Linked DNA regions of Mus musculus: region 2 is linked to region 1. The links are chromatin contacts, called in public HiChIP or PLAC-seq maps. All regions are on one chromosome and are shown on one strand. Each heading gives the region's core, a stretch centred on a gene start, on an enhancer-like site or on the middle of the called end of the contact. The rest is flanking DNA. Distances are from core to core; before and after follow the strand shown. Region 1 has its middle 25 kb from the start of Fam76b. Region 2 has its middle 35 kb from the start of Gm51286.

Region 1 (6,278 bases), core at 2,713-5,212:
AATTACAGGTCACGCAATGAATCCTGGAGCCATTTTAAGCTTTCTGAAAATTCCTACCAATGTCCACCAGAGGGAGGGCTCTGCTACCAAACCATGCTATCTATGCAGTGGTTTCCTTCTCAGCCAGACCAGCCCTAGGACCTGCTTCAGTAAGAGCAAGCCTAGTTTTTGGTTGTGAGCCTAGCCTTTAAAAGCTGAGTCATCGCCAGCCTAGTGAATTTATAGTTGAATGTTTTCTTATACATGAGAGTGTGTTTCCAGAAATGGTTAAATTTGGATAATTCCATCATATCCCCCAACTCCCAATCAAGTCAACTGATTAGCTCAATAAAAGTGACTTTGAAAGTATCATTTTCTCTTTGGTTGAAGTGCTTTTGAATTCAGAGTTAGTATTTTTAAAATTTCTTTAAGAACATCACACTGGGGCTGGTGAGATGGCTCAGCAGGTAAGAGCACCGACTGCTCTTCCAAAGGTCCTGAGTTCAAATCCCAGCAACCACATGGTGGCTCACAACCATCTGTCACGACATCTGATGCCCTCTTCTGGAGTGTCTGAAGATAGCTACAGTGTAATTACATATAATTAATAAGTAAATTTTTTTAAAAATCACACAATATTTGAACATTTATTTCACTTCCAGTGGTCCCACTAATGCTTAGAGTACAGTGTGTATTTTTGTCCTTTATGTACACCCAAATATCCCTGTTCTTATTGTGCTGGAGGGAAACCCAGGACCTAGCAGACCTGAATTAGAAGTTGCCATCTCCAGCAAAGGCAGTATGCTCTGTGGAAGTGTGGCATGGATAGTGTGCATCACTGTGCTTTTCTGTGGATGCAGCCTAGTGCCATCCAACACACAGCTTGGGCAGCCAAGAAGATGCTCCCATGCTCCCAGTGCCCTCTGCATGAGAAGTGGCATGCTTTGAATCAAGCTGTTGCTTGAGTTAGATGAACGATTCTCAACCTATAGGGAGGGAGTCATTCAACCTTTGAGGGTTGGATGACCCTGGGCACAGCGGTCACCTAAGACCGTCCTGCATATTAAATATTTACATTACAATTTCACAACGGCAAAAAAGACAGTTATGAAGTAGCCGTGAGATAATTCTATTGGTTGGGAGATCACCACAGCATGAGGAACTGTATTAAATGAACACAGCAATAGGAAGGCGAGGGCCACTGCCGTAGATGGTTCTTAAAGGGTCATTGTCTTATGCTTGTTTCTTGTTTTTGCTTTTCTCTATATGGTAAAGCTTCCCTTAGGCATTGCTAATAAGACAGCCTTAGAAACCAGGAATCTTACAGACTGGGCTTCTGTTGCAAATTCTTCTTGTGTTGTTGATTTTTAATGCAGCCCAAATGACTGTGCCTCCTTTGCTATGTGAAAACCTATCAACTATGGGCCAGGATAAGCATGTCAGTTTTCTCAGATGAAATCTTAACCTTTTTTGAGTAAATGTCCAGTGTATAGGCATACTGTAGCAAATGTTCTAGTGTGTTAGCGCTCTGAACAATGCTCCTGGCATGTTACAGCTTGTTCAATGGATAACTTAGATTTCTGGAAGATAGTGAGTTAAACTCGAAATAAGGGGTGGGCCAGATGTGAAGATGGAGCTAAGGCCCTTTGCTGTCTAATGTCTAGTGTGTCTTGGTACCTCGTGACTTTCAGTCTTATATATTTTTATAAGTGATATGTATACACATATTCCTACAATGTTAGTTCACACATCTCTTCAAATGTTTCCAAAGGTTTCTTAGCCTACCAACTAGCATCCTGCCAATAGCCACAGCCCTTCTCCAGCTAGAGCATCTGCCATCTCTCTTCATTTTACTATTTTGGCTTGGCTTGTACCAAAGCAAGGAGACTTAGAGCAGTATTATTAAGTTTTACTTTGTTTTGAGGCAGTTCAGGTTATTGGCCTTGAACTCACTGTAGGCAAGAATGACATTAAACTACTGATTCTGCGGCTTCTACCTTCTACACACTGAGGTTACAGGTGTATGCCACCATGCCCTCACCCATATTCCTGTAACTCCACCTTGGTCTGTCATGGGTTTCTTATCTGGGGTGATTAGATGTGTGTCTCTCCAGAAAATGTCTTGTCACACAACAATGTCATACTCTGTGAAATGTAAGTCATTATCCTGATGTGTCTATTATTAAGCACTTGACATTTTCAAGAAAAATAGACCATTTTAGGAAACAGAAATGGGAACATGGTGTGATCTGACTGTTCAGTAGGCTTGGCATTTGTTGATCTGTGGTGCTATCTGACTTTTTATGGAAGAGTATGCACAATTTTAAAGAATAGTTTATGAATGCTGTGCAGCTTATAGTGTAGACAGTATCAAAAACTAAAGTGAACTTTAATGTTTGAAATCTATATGCAAAACAATATTAAAATTTTTAAATTAGTGCTGGTGAAATGCTCAGAGTCCTTGCAGCTCCCCCAAAGGACCAGAGTATGGCTCCCAGAATGCACTCTGGGCAGCTCACTTACTCCCCTGTTCTATAGCTGCAGGAAATCTGATGCCCTCTTCTGGCCTCCACAGGACTCCACATGGAGATGTGTGTGTGTGTGTGTGTGTGTGTGTGTGTGTGTGTGTGTGTGTGTGTGTTCAGACAGACACACACACAGATAAAACACTAAGCAAACAAACAAACCCTTTCAGAAAGAGTAGCAACCTCACCATGCCAGAGTAGTTGCAAATGCCAGCTTAGGTTGTGGGAGCATCACACAGAGCTTCTCTATCTCTGGCTGTGAAACTGGATATCCTGCCCAGCATTACCACCCACAGTTCCTTCAGGGCCGAGCGGCAGATGTGATGGGTCTTAGAAAGTCACTGAACAATGAAGTAGCTCAGTACCTAAGAAGACACGCAGAACACGTTGTTGCCGTATTTAGTAAGTACCAGTGGAACTGAGGACCATGGGCTGTTTAAGCTGAGTGTTCCTGTCCCTGGCTTCCAGGGGCACACCCAGAGCTGGAGTTCTTTTCACTCATCCACTGGAAACTTCCTAATGGCTTTGAATGTTGATCTTAACCTTCTTTATATGCATTTCTACTCGCATTTTCATTTGACAGCATGGACCAGAAATCAAGCCCTTTTTCTGCTGTGCCTGGGATTGAGCCCAGGGCTTTATATGCACTAGTCCAGCATTGTACCAGTGAGTTACAGACTGGTAGTAAAAAGCTAGCCTTTCTGAATTTGTAAAAGACACAACTGGCTCTCAGATGTACTTTGGTACTTTTGTTGTCAGCACAATGCAAACTGGATTCTCACCAGTGTGTGAAGTATGTTAGCTGTCATTAGCAGGCTCAAAGAGTTTTACAAGTGGGGATCAGCATGAGTTCACCTCCACAGACACCTTGCAAGACTCAGCACCTCAGCATAAGGACCCTCGGAGGGTGGGAATGAAGACCAGGACTGAAGCTGAGAAGAGCATTCCACAGCCTACAGCAAGGCCCCAAAAGCCTAAGTATGGCTGAAGTGAGAGGCCGCCAGGGAGCGGGGGGCGTCATGGAAGTCCCACACAGAACAAACACAGGCCCTCAGCCACTTTCCCAGGCATGATGGCAGATAGGAGATGCCAATAAATACTTTAGAAGAGAGAGAGTGGAGGTAGAGCTGAGATAAGATGCTGCAGAGGGGAACGGCAGGGATGCAGCTACTGTAGAGTGCAGGACCCAGGAAAGATGGAAGGATGAGCTGGATGAAAGACTGATGAAGTCTTAAACTATTTGGAACCTATCAAGGTAGCTATCTGGAGTCTTGCTCACTAGAATAATTAACTCAAGACACTCTGCAATTAATGATGACAGACATGGCTGAAGGCCAGAGTGAGTCAACATGGGAGAGATGGGAATGCCATTACATTTTACAAAGAGATGGTGAGATCTCTAAGTTTACTTATCTGAACTCTCAGCTAAACTAGAGTTACTCAGTGTGTTGTGTTGAGTCATAAGTGTGGAGGGATTTTAATCCTGTAAGCACAGCAGGCAAGGCAGGAACTAGAGAGGTTGTTAATGCATTATCAAGCTGCCGTAAATATGACACACAAGACAAAGCACTTTATTGTGCTCATGGTTTCCCAGGCCTGTGTTCGGGCTTCATGCTCTTCCATACAGCCCAAGCTAGGATGGCTTCTACTTGCTTCACAACAGCTACAGGCTCAGTGGGGAGCTGTGAGGCATCTGGAGCAAACCCAGTGTACTGGCAAGTTTTGTGTCAACTTGACACAGCTGGAGTTACCACAGAGAAAGGAGCTTCAGTTGAGGAAATGCCTCCATGAGATCCAACTGTAAGGCATTTTCTCAATTAGTGATCAAGGGGGAAAGGCCCCTTGTGGGTGGGACCATCTCTGGGCTGGTAATCTTGGGCTCTATAAGAGAGCAGGCTGAGCAAGCCAGGTGAGGCAAGCCAGTAAAGAACATCCCTCCATGGCCTCTGCATCAGCTCTTGCTTCCTGACCTGCTTGAGTTCCAGTCCTGACTTCCTTTGGTGATGAGCAGCAGTGTGGAAGTGTAAGCCAAATAAACCCTTTCCTCCCAACTTGCTTCTTGGTCATGATGTTTGTGCAGGAATAGAAACCCTGACTAAGACACCCAATAACAAAAGACAGAATCACCTAGAAGCATCTTTACACAGGCATAGAAGCTATTGGGGTGGCATTAGGACTTGGTTCTGATGGGACTGCCAATTAGAATTCCTACGTGAGGTCTTTTCATGTAGTTTGATTTTCATGTAATGGTTGACTTGTCCAGAAAACAAAAGTAGAAGCTTCCTGGCTTCCAGTGTGTGTCATACTCTGTCACTTTTCCTGTTTTGTGTTGGTCATAGCAACCCGTGCAGGCACAACAGTGACATAAACAAATTATCTAAGGTCAAATGTCAAATAATTTATAGCCACAGGCAGTCATTAAAGATAGGGTCAACTAGTCAGGGCTTCCTACAGGAAATCAAGGCAGAAGATAAAAGCAGAGCCAGGCTCACTGTAGTTAAAGGGCTCCAGAGGAAGGAAAGGAAAAAGAAGTTCGTGTGAACCTGCCGGTCCCTGAGGCTTCAGCTACATACAGGCCCTGGCTAGATCTGGGGACTTCCCAGGGGGACACCTGGGGCCCCTGATGGTAGGAATGGCCAAGATCAAGTGAACTTGTGGAACCCAGCAGCAAAGACACGGTAGCCAGATGTCATGGAGATGCCAGCAACCCCAGCCCTTGAGAGGCAGAGGCGGTTGGATCCCTGTGAGTTCAAGACCAGGCTAGTCTACATGGTGAATTCCAGCCTAACTGGGGATACACAGTGAGGCCCTGTCTTGAAAAACAAAACAATCATGGACGTTTAAACCAATGAAGCAGAGCACTGGCTGTAATATTTGGGAGACAATAATGGTATTTTTATGTTTAAATAGTAGTTTCATTCTGTTAACATGAGTTCTAGGGCTGGAGATTAGCTCAGTTGGTAAAATTCAGTATTCATGAATCCCTAGGTTCGATCCCTCTCTGGTGCTCCATAAACCAGGCATATGCTGCACACCTGTAATTCCAGCCCTGAGAAGGCAGAAGCCGAGGAATCGGAAGCTCAAGGTCATTATCACCTGCACAGTGAGTGTGAGACCAGCATTGGATATGAGAGAAAAGGGAAAGAAGAGTCCTTCAAAGAAGCGTACTAAGATATGTACAAATACAATGTCATTTCTTAGATTTGCTTCATAATAAGGGAGAGAGGGATCGAGGCATGGAAGAAGCAATATTGGCTGTATGTTGATAATTATCAAAACCAGTAATAGCCATATGGGAGTTCTTTAACGATTTTCTCTCCTTCTATATATGTTTGTAAACTTTCCCACCAGAAAATTATTTTAAAGCATAAACACAAACCCATACATGCATGCTTATACATGCAGGTAAGAGCTAACCTCCAGACAGGATTTGCTGTACTTCACAGAGAAAAGAATAATTTAGAATAACTCATAAAATATTTGCATTTGTCCAAATCAAAAAAAAAAATCTTATAGAGAATTGCAAGGCCTCACCACTACTGAGGAGGATGAATCTAGTCTTTGTGCCTTCTGGCTTCCTTACCACTTCATCATGTCGTGAGAGTCAGCACAGCAGTGGTCTTCACACCCTGGTGCTCCATTCAAAGCTACATAAATTCTCACTCCCCAGAGGCACACATGACCATATACACGCAAAGGCAAGTTTGGGGTGAGTGGGGAGGGGCTCATTTTCATTTGATGTCCATCTTCAGGCCTCACGGTAGGCATACCGAG
Region 2 (7,096 bases), core at 3,379-5,878, 360 kb after region 1:
GGGGGTATGTGCATAATAACAATCAAACTCTGAGCAATATATGCTTCTAACCACTAAGTCATATTCCAGCCCCTTCCATGTTATTTTGACTGAGGAATGTGTCTCTTGGATAAGAATACACCAAATTATCTCCACGAGAGAAACGTCTAATAACTCCGAATGACGCGGTGTTACCCGGTAGATAAGGCAGGAGGACCTGGAAATCACCTATCCCACCTCAGCCCTAGAAGAAATCTTTCCAAAAGACGGGGTAGGTGATAAGACAACAGAGACTGCAGGAGAGTCGAGGAAAAGTCAGGGCAGGAAAGATCAAGGTAGGGAATGAGTAGCTGTCACAAGATTCTGAAAAGTGAGAAGTCTTTGTGAGAACCTTGAGAACGAGACAGCCAATATGAACAATTCCCAGACACCAGACTCCATGATAGCTGAGGCTGCAAAATTGGGACTTTCAGGAGAAAACAGAACAAACCTGGTTATATCTCCACTCTAGTATACTGAAACTTGATCTTGATGTAGATGGGCTTAGGGTTACTCAAGAGGAGGTAAGCTTCCAGTCAGGGGACACCTGGAGCCCAAGGAAAGAAACGACAGTACCCCAAGTTTGAGGATCACACATGAGTGTCAAGGGAGAGCCCTTCCCTTTCCTTAGCCATTCCCAGAACCATGCACTAATGATATGGGCATTCCTTCCCTGCGGGCTGATAGTCACAGTAATAGCAATGAGTGATGCTCACTCACCAACAAAAGTAGTTCAGACCTAGGTAAACTAGAAGATTCTACATTCTCTGCAGAACTGAGAAGAGAATTAAGTTTCATGTACTTAGTGTTTGGGTCATTCTTCAGGTAATACTGTCTTGATATTCTGATCTTTTAAAACAAGATCATTGGAGTACACAGATTAAAAAGATCATGCTTTGACAGATACTTCATCGAAGGAGGTGAAAAATAATGTCAGAGAGAACCTGGGACAAGATTTTGAAAATTATTTTTATGTCATGCCGAAACATGAGGACAATCGAGAAATTCATAAAGACAAGAAAGGAGCAAATAACAAAGCTGTAAGCAGGAGAGCTTTTAAAGAAAACTGGAGTAATGTAATCAGACTTGAGGTTTAGAAAGATGTTTCTGAGCCCAGTGAGACAGTTCATAAGGTGCTTGATACCAAGTCTGGTGTCCTGAGCTTAATGTCTGGGAACCATATGGTGGAAGGAAAGAGCCGACTCCTGCAGATTACATCCATGTTAAGGCCAGAACATGCCTTTCATGAATAAATAAATCTAATTTTGAAAAATAAGAACAAGACAAATGATGATGATGAAATGTCTGTCAGAGATGGTGTGGGAGATCAACAGACAGAGGATGCAGGAAGGAGGCAGCTGCAAGCATTGGGTACCAAATGCCCCAAACTAGCGCAGTGACCATGGGACAGTTACATCCGGTCCATCACTTACCTTCTTCACAGACCTCACGCAGCTTTGACAGTACAAACTGAGGGCATACGCACCTCGGCTTGGCCACAGGCAACGAACTCCATGCTTTTGACCAGGTTGCTTCTGGGTGGGGTGCTGTAATCTTCTATGTACACCCAGAAAGTGTGAGGATGCGAATGGGATAAGGGCAACAATGGTGGTCAGGAGTCCTGAGCACTTCATACAACTCCTCAGAAGAGACTACAGGAGCAAGAACTTGCAGTGGCAGGCAGCACAAGGCCGCCTTAGCTCACCGTCTTCTGCTCACCATCTGCTCACCACCCTCTAACCCCAGCTCTGCCATGCTTCCCCAATACTATCAAGTCATCTAGTATCCATGGGACTTGTCTCAGGCTGTTTGGGTAGAAACCAGGCTAAAACAGTAATCAGTAATCAAAGAACCTGGTAATTCACATGGGGTCAAAGAAAGGGGAAACTTCTGAAATGGCTGGGCTTCCCATTGTAGGTAATAAAACTGGCAACTGATGGGGCTACGAGAAGTGTGTCCATCCCCAGCATGTGCACCAGTGCACACACAGAGTACACACCACTCTTTTTCACTTGCACACGGACTGCTCTGTGAGTATCGAGCTGCACTGGGCTGACCTTGTAATGCTGTTTGCTTTCTGTCTTTGTATGTTGTTTTCACTCCTTTCTCTTCCTTCTCCTCTGCAGCCTCTCCTGCCTATTTCCTCCCCTCATCTCTGTTTCCCTCCTATCATACAATCCATTTGCATGTTCCAAGGTAAATACTAACTAAGCCGAAAACACAGAAGAAATAAATAACGTTTTACTCATTAAAGATAAGGAGACATAAATCAAGTTAGCCCCTCACCTGCAGGTCAGTTTGCTAGCATTTTCTAATAATTTGCTAGGGCCTTGGGGTCTCCTAGGAACTGGCTGTGTGGTTTCTTATATAATACAGGCATGACTCAACTCTCTTTCCCACTGGGGATGCGGAGGAGGGGCCCTGTGCAGTGGAGCTTGGAGACAGCCTGCACCTTCCTTGGAGGTTTTGACCATGTGCAGCATTGTACTGAAGTGGTGGGTGCCATGCAGTATTGATTATGCCTGTAGATGAGTCATGTCACTGTGAGACTGTGTTTCACATTATAAAGTCACAGTAACAAAAACAATAATGTTAGTATGGAAAGTATTTCTTGTGCAATTGAGATGACCCCTGACTTACTACACGTTTACAGCCCAGAGAGCCAGCAGTAAGTTGAAAATACATTTGGTGAGCCTACCCTGTAGAACAGCACAGTTCTGTATAGTTTAGTGACACTGTGCTCAAGAGGTGCTGGGGGGGGGGGGGGCGTGGTGGGGAACAGATTTTAGTCTGCTTTCCATTGCTGTGATAAACACTATAACCAAAAGCAACTTGGGCAGAAAAGAGTTTAGTTGTAATCCACAATGAAGGGAAGTCAGCTCCAGAACTCAGATAGGAACCTGGAGTCAAGAACTGATGCATAGGCCATGGAGGAGTGCTGCTTGCTGCTTTGGACTGCATAGCTTGCTTAGCCTTCTGTTTTATAGGACAACCTGCACGGGTGTGGCATCACTCCCCAGTGGGCAGGGCCTTCCCATAACAATCATTAATTAAGAAAATGCCCCATCAACTTGCCTACAGGTCAATCTGATGGAGACATTTTCTCAGTTGAGGGTCTTCACCCCAGATAATTCCAGCTTGTGTCAAGTTGAAACCAACCAACCAACACACAACTAACCAGAGCAGAGTGTGTATGTGGGAGTGGATGTGACATCAGGTAGCTGCAGCATACTGCCACTACCCAAGAGAGGAATATACCAGGAAAACATCTAAATTCAATGTTCAAAGTTGTTCTTGCCCCATTACACAGCTGAAAACATTTTAAGAGCATTTACCCTTCCCACTTGTGATAGTCAGCATTGACTATCAGCTTGACATGATCTAAAATCGAAAAGAAGTCAAGGCTCTGGGCATGCTTTTGGAGAACCTTCCTGATGTGGTTAAACTAAGGTGGGAATTCCCACCTGGGTGGTACCATTCCCTGGGCTTGGATCCCATACTGAATAAAATGAAGATCAGATGAGTATTAGCATCCATCTCCCTCTGCTTCCTGACCCTAGATGCAGTGTGGACAGCTGCCTCCCCTTAATGCCACCATAACTTCTTTGTCACCTCAAACTAGAGCCAAAATAAACTCCTCTTCCCTCCCTATATCACTTGTGCTGGGTGTTTTGTCATAGTGATCAGAAAGTACCGAGTCTAGTACCCCAGACTACCAAATTTGGAGTAGAGCAAAAGAAAGCAGAGGACAGTCTCTTCTTGTACAAGCTTTTGTGCCTTTGCAAATGGTCAGAAAGTCTCTCTACTGCTTTATCCCAGGCCCCTGCCACATAGTCACCACCTCTGTCTCTGACATAGGTATTAGATCTCTGGTTCTTATCTTACAATCTACAGAGCACATTGCCGAAGACATTACTTTGTTAAGAAATGGGGGCTGTTGTTACTGTTTTTATTTTTAGAGGTAAAAAAAGAGTCTGGTCTTTGTAGCAAAAGATCATTTTTCACTTCCTCCTAAGGCAGACAGGTCCTCTGAGATCTGCCCCCTTTCAAATGACACAGGCAGGAGCTGACCTCCTGTATTGCTGTCCTGAGTGTCCTCACTGCGGTGCATCTTGGATAAGAAATATATATAGAAGCAGAAAAGGAGTGAGAACATTAATCCTCTACTAAAAATCCCATGTTCTGTGTTCAGGGTCAGTTTCCCTAAGTTTTGCTTGGAGAATTGAGGTGGAAAAGGTTGGGAACTAGCCAAGGAGCTGGGTAAAATACAGCTGAATGAGGTGTTTTCCCGCATGCAAACAGTGTCACAGGGACTCATTTTTGCTTCGTCATGACTAGACAACCCAAATATCACCGGGCTGCATCAGCAGTCAGGTCTGGATTCTGTTATTGTCTGTCCCTCTGGTATTCAGAGATGCTGGCTCAGGAGAGACAGCACAATTCAATTTCCAAATGCATCTGAAATCCTTTAAGCCCTTTGTTGGAGGCATTTCGACATCACAGAGGGTGTGAGCCTTTTTCCTCTTGGTGGTTGCATCACAGCTACCAGGACAAGCACAACTGGCTCTTTCTCTGGAGAAACGTTGGCATCTGTGGTCCAAAGGTTAAGCATGCTGGGGCCTGGCTTGTTGAATTGCATTTCATTAGAGAGTACCAGGGAAGAGCCAGCTGAGCTCTGTGGCTCACTGGGGAAGCAATCTCTTGCTATTCTTTCTCCAGGAAAGGCAAGCAGCATATGTTGTTCTGCCTGTGGCACCAACAGTTCATTTCCACTGGCTTTTCTATAGCTTCAGCACCATTGGGATTGGAAGGGCGGGTTCTTTACTGCTTCCTGCAATACCTCTCTGAGTTCTTCTCCAAGTCTCTGCTTTTGTTCTACAGACTCTTCTCCAAGAGCTTTGTCTTGCTGGGGAGGTAAACACTTGACGAGATCCAGGGAAATTTAGCTGCTTTGATTTCTCACTGCCTTAACTCAGAGTCTGAAACAGCTATTGTGACTCTTGAGATAGTACTAAACGTTTATCTTAATCCTGTATACATACACCCCTCTGTTTCTCTTTACCCTCCCTGGGAAATGCTTACTAATGATTGTGCAACCACACTGATGCATATGGATGGGAAATGCTTACTAATGATTGTGGAATCACATTGATGCATATGGAAGAATCAGCTAAGACAAACATGACACATTCAGTGGTCATGGTGGCGATGCCGATTATGACGGTGGCAATTGTGGTGGCAGTGACAAGGACAATACTAACAAGCATTTGTTGAGATATTTGCATGTATTATGCACACCACAAAGTACTTTACACAAAGTCTCTCTTCTAACCCTCTGATTCTCTCCAACATTTACAAAGAGAAGTATTCTTGCCAGCTCCATTTTGCAGAGAAAAGTGAAGCCTAACCTAACAGAGACACGATTCTAACAAAAAACGAACCAGTGCTTAGTCATAGGGTAATGCTAATAGTGGATATGTCAGCTTCATGTCATCCTCAAAACTATGTCCTAGAAGATGATAGCTGATTATTGTTCTTCTTAACAACAAGCCCTGAGACCATAATGATTATGGCCATAATTATTGAAAATTTTACATAGGAGACATTGTGCTTGGAACCTCACACAAATCTCTATGCCCATAAATGACAGATCAGCTTGAGCCTCTCAAACATAAACATCTCCAATGCAAGAGACTGCTGGCTGAAACATTCTATATACTGGCATGATGTCATAAGTGGAAAATTCCACATCTAAATTCAAGAAACAGAATACAGTAAAAAAATAAATAAATAAATAAATAAATAAATAAATAAATAAATAAAGGCACAGCGGATGTGTTTGGAGTCCCCTGTTTTATTTAACTAAATCTGTTTAGATGTGTTCACTTGGGTCTTTCCTGAAGAAAGGTCTTTGTTAGAATGCTTCCAGATCCTTCTTGACCACCACAAAGTCATCATTATAACCCATTATTTCTTCTCAACCATCAGACCTAGCCAGAGACACTGGAAAAACAAAACAAAACAAAACAAAACTGCAGGTGTGTTAGGTCTCTGTTGCAGCTTCCATTTCTCTGCTGTAAGCTCTTTGCGCTCCAGAGATTCACTGCCTAATTGTCTCCATGTTGGTTCCAGCCAGCCTTTGACTCCCATGGTGCTTCCTTCAGATGGCTTCTGTGACCCAGTGGCTGAAGATCCTTTGGCCTTTTCTTCCGGGTTTCAGCAGCGGCTCTCCCAGTCCTTGCCTGCATTTTCTCCCTCATGGAAGATCTATTAGTGTAAACAGCTCACCTGTCAAAATAGACTATGCTCCAAGGGGCAAAATGTTCATCTTATCATCTTCAAATATCAACAAACCTTAGAAAACAAAATATACTAAAAATGCACTTATAGGGCTGGAGAGACAGCTCAGCAGGTAAAAGTTTGCCAAGTTTGGTGACCTGTGTTTGACCCCTGGAGCAAACAGAATAGGAGAGAAGGGACTCCCTCAAGTTGTTCTCTGACCTCTATAGGCAGCTGTGACTTGTGTGTTTGTGTGTGTGTGTGTATGTGTGTGTGTATCCTCTCACAAAATAAATGAATGTAAAAAATAAAATGCAGATATAAAATTACTGAATTGGTAGATTAGATCAAATTACTAGAGAGCATAATTTAAAAATACCAACACTAAAATTGTGGAGGAAAAGTGACAAGCAGAGACATTAGATCACATAAGACATGTGCATGTCCCAAAAGCAGTGTCCTTTTCAGCTCTCTAACTGAAAATGCCTGTGTGCTGGTATAGAATATATATATCATATACTATACTTCACACTCCTCTGGGGAGCTGATAATCAAGTCTTCCCATACCGTGTGTCTTCAGTGAAAGAAGAAGCTCTTGTTATCAGCTCAGGGTGCACTTTTCACCATAAGACATATGTCAGTAATTATTACATTCATTTGTTTATTGTCTCTCTGTGAGAATATAAGGGAATGCCCTTCCTCTCACTGGCAGAGGCAACCCATGCTCCTGAAGAGTGCTCAACACAGAAGTGATGGATCATCACCTAGCAACCACTGGAGGAGTGACTGAAGGAGGAAG

What was found. HiChIP or PLAC-seq counts read pairs in DNA pulled down with a chosen protein or histone mark.
Region 2: a FOXA1 HiChIP or PLAC-seq map of pancreatic cancer cells shows a contact between it and region 1. The contact joins two enhancer-like sites. A contact is called at or near these places in 2 of 484 Hi-C or Micro-C datasets (bone marrow-derived macrophages and embryonic fibroblasts) and 2 of 115 datasets of contacts at active chromatin or transcription factors (fibro-adipogenic progenitors and pancreatic cancer cells).

The regions. Positions count from the first base shown.
Region 1 is chr9:13,849,154-13,855,431 of GRCm38.p6, forward strand. It overlaps a transcript of Fam76b not described here. Among named protein-coding and RNA genes, the nearest start is that of Fam76b, 25 kb to the left of the region's middle. Within about 2 kb of position 3,963, at least 8 of the 459 cell types and tissues checked have an H3K27ac peak or open chromatin away from gene starts, as enhancers often do. A contact at or near this core is called in pancreatic cancer cells, where this site is marked.
Region 2 is chr9:14,211,048-14,218,143 of GRCm38.p6, forward strand. No RefSeq gene overlaps it. Among named protein-coding and RNA genes, the nearest start is that of Gm51286, 35 kb to the left of the region's middle. Within about 2 kb of position 4,629, at least 71 of the 459 cell types and tissues checked have an H3K27ac peak or open chromatin away from gene starts, as enhancers often do. A contact at or near this core is called in pancreatic cancer cells, where this site is marked.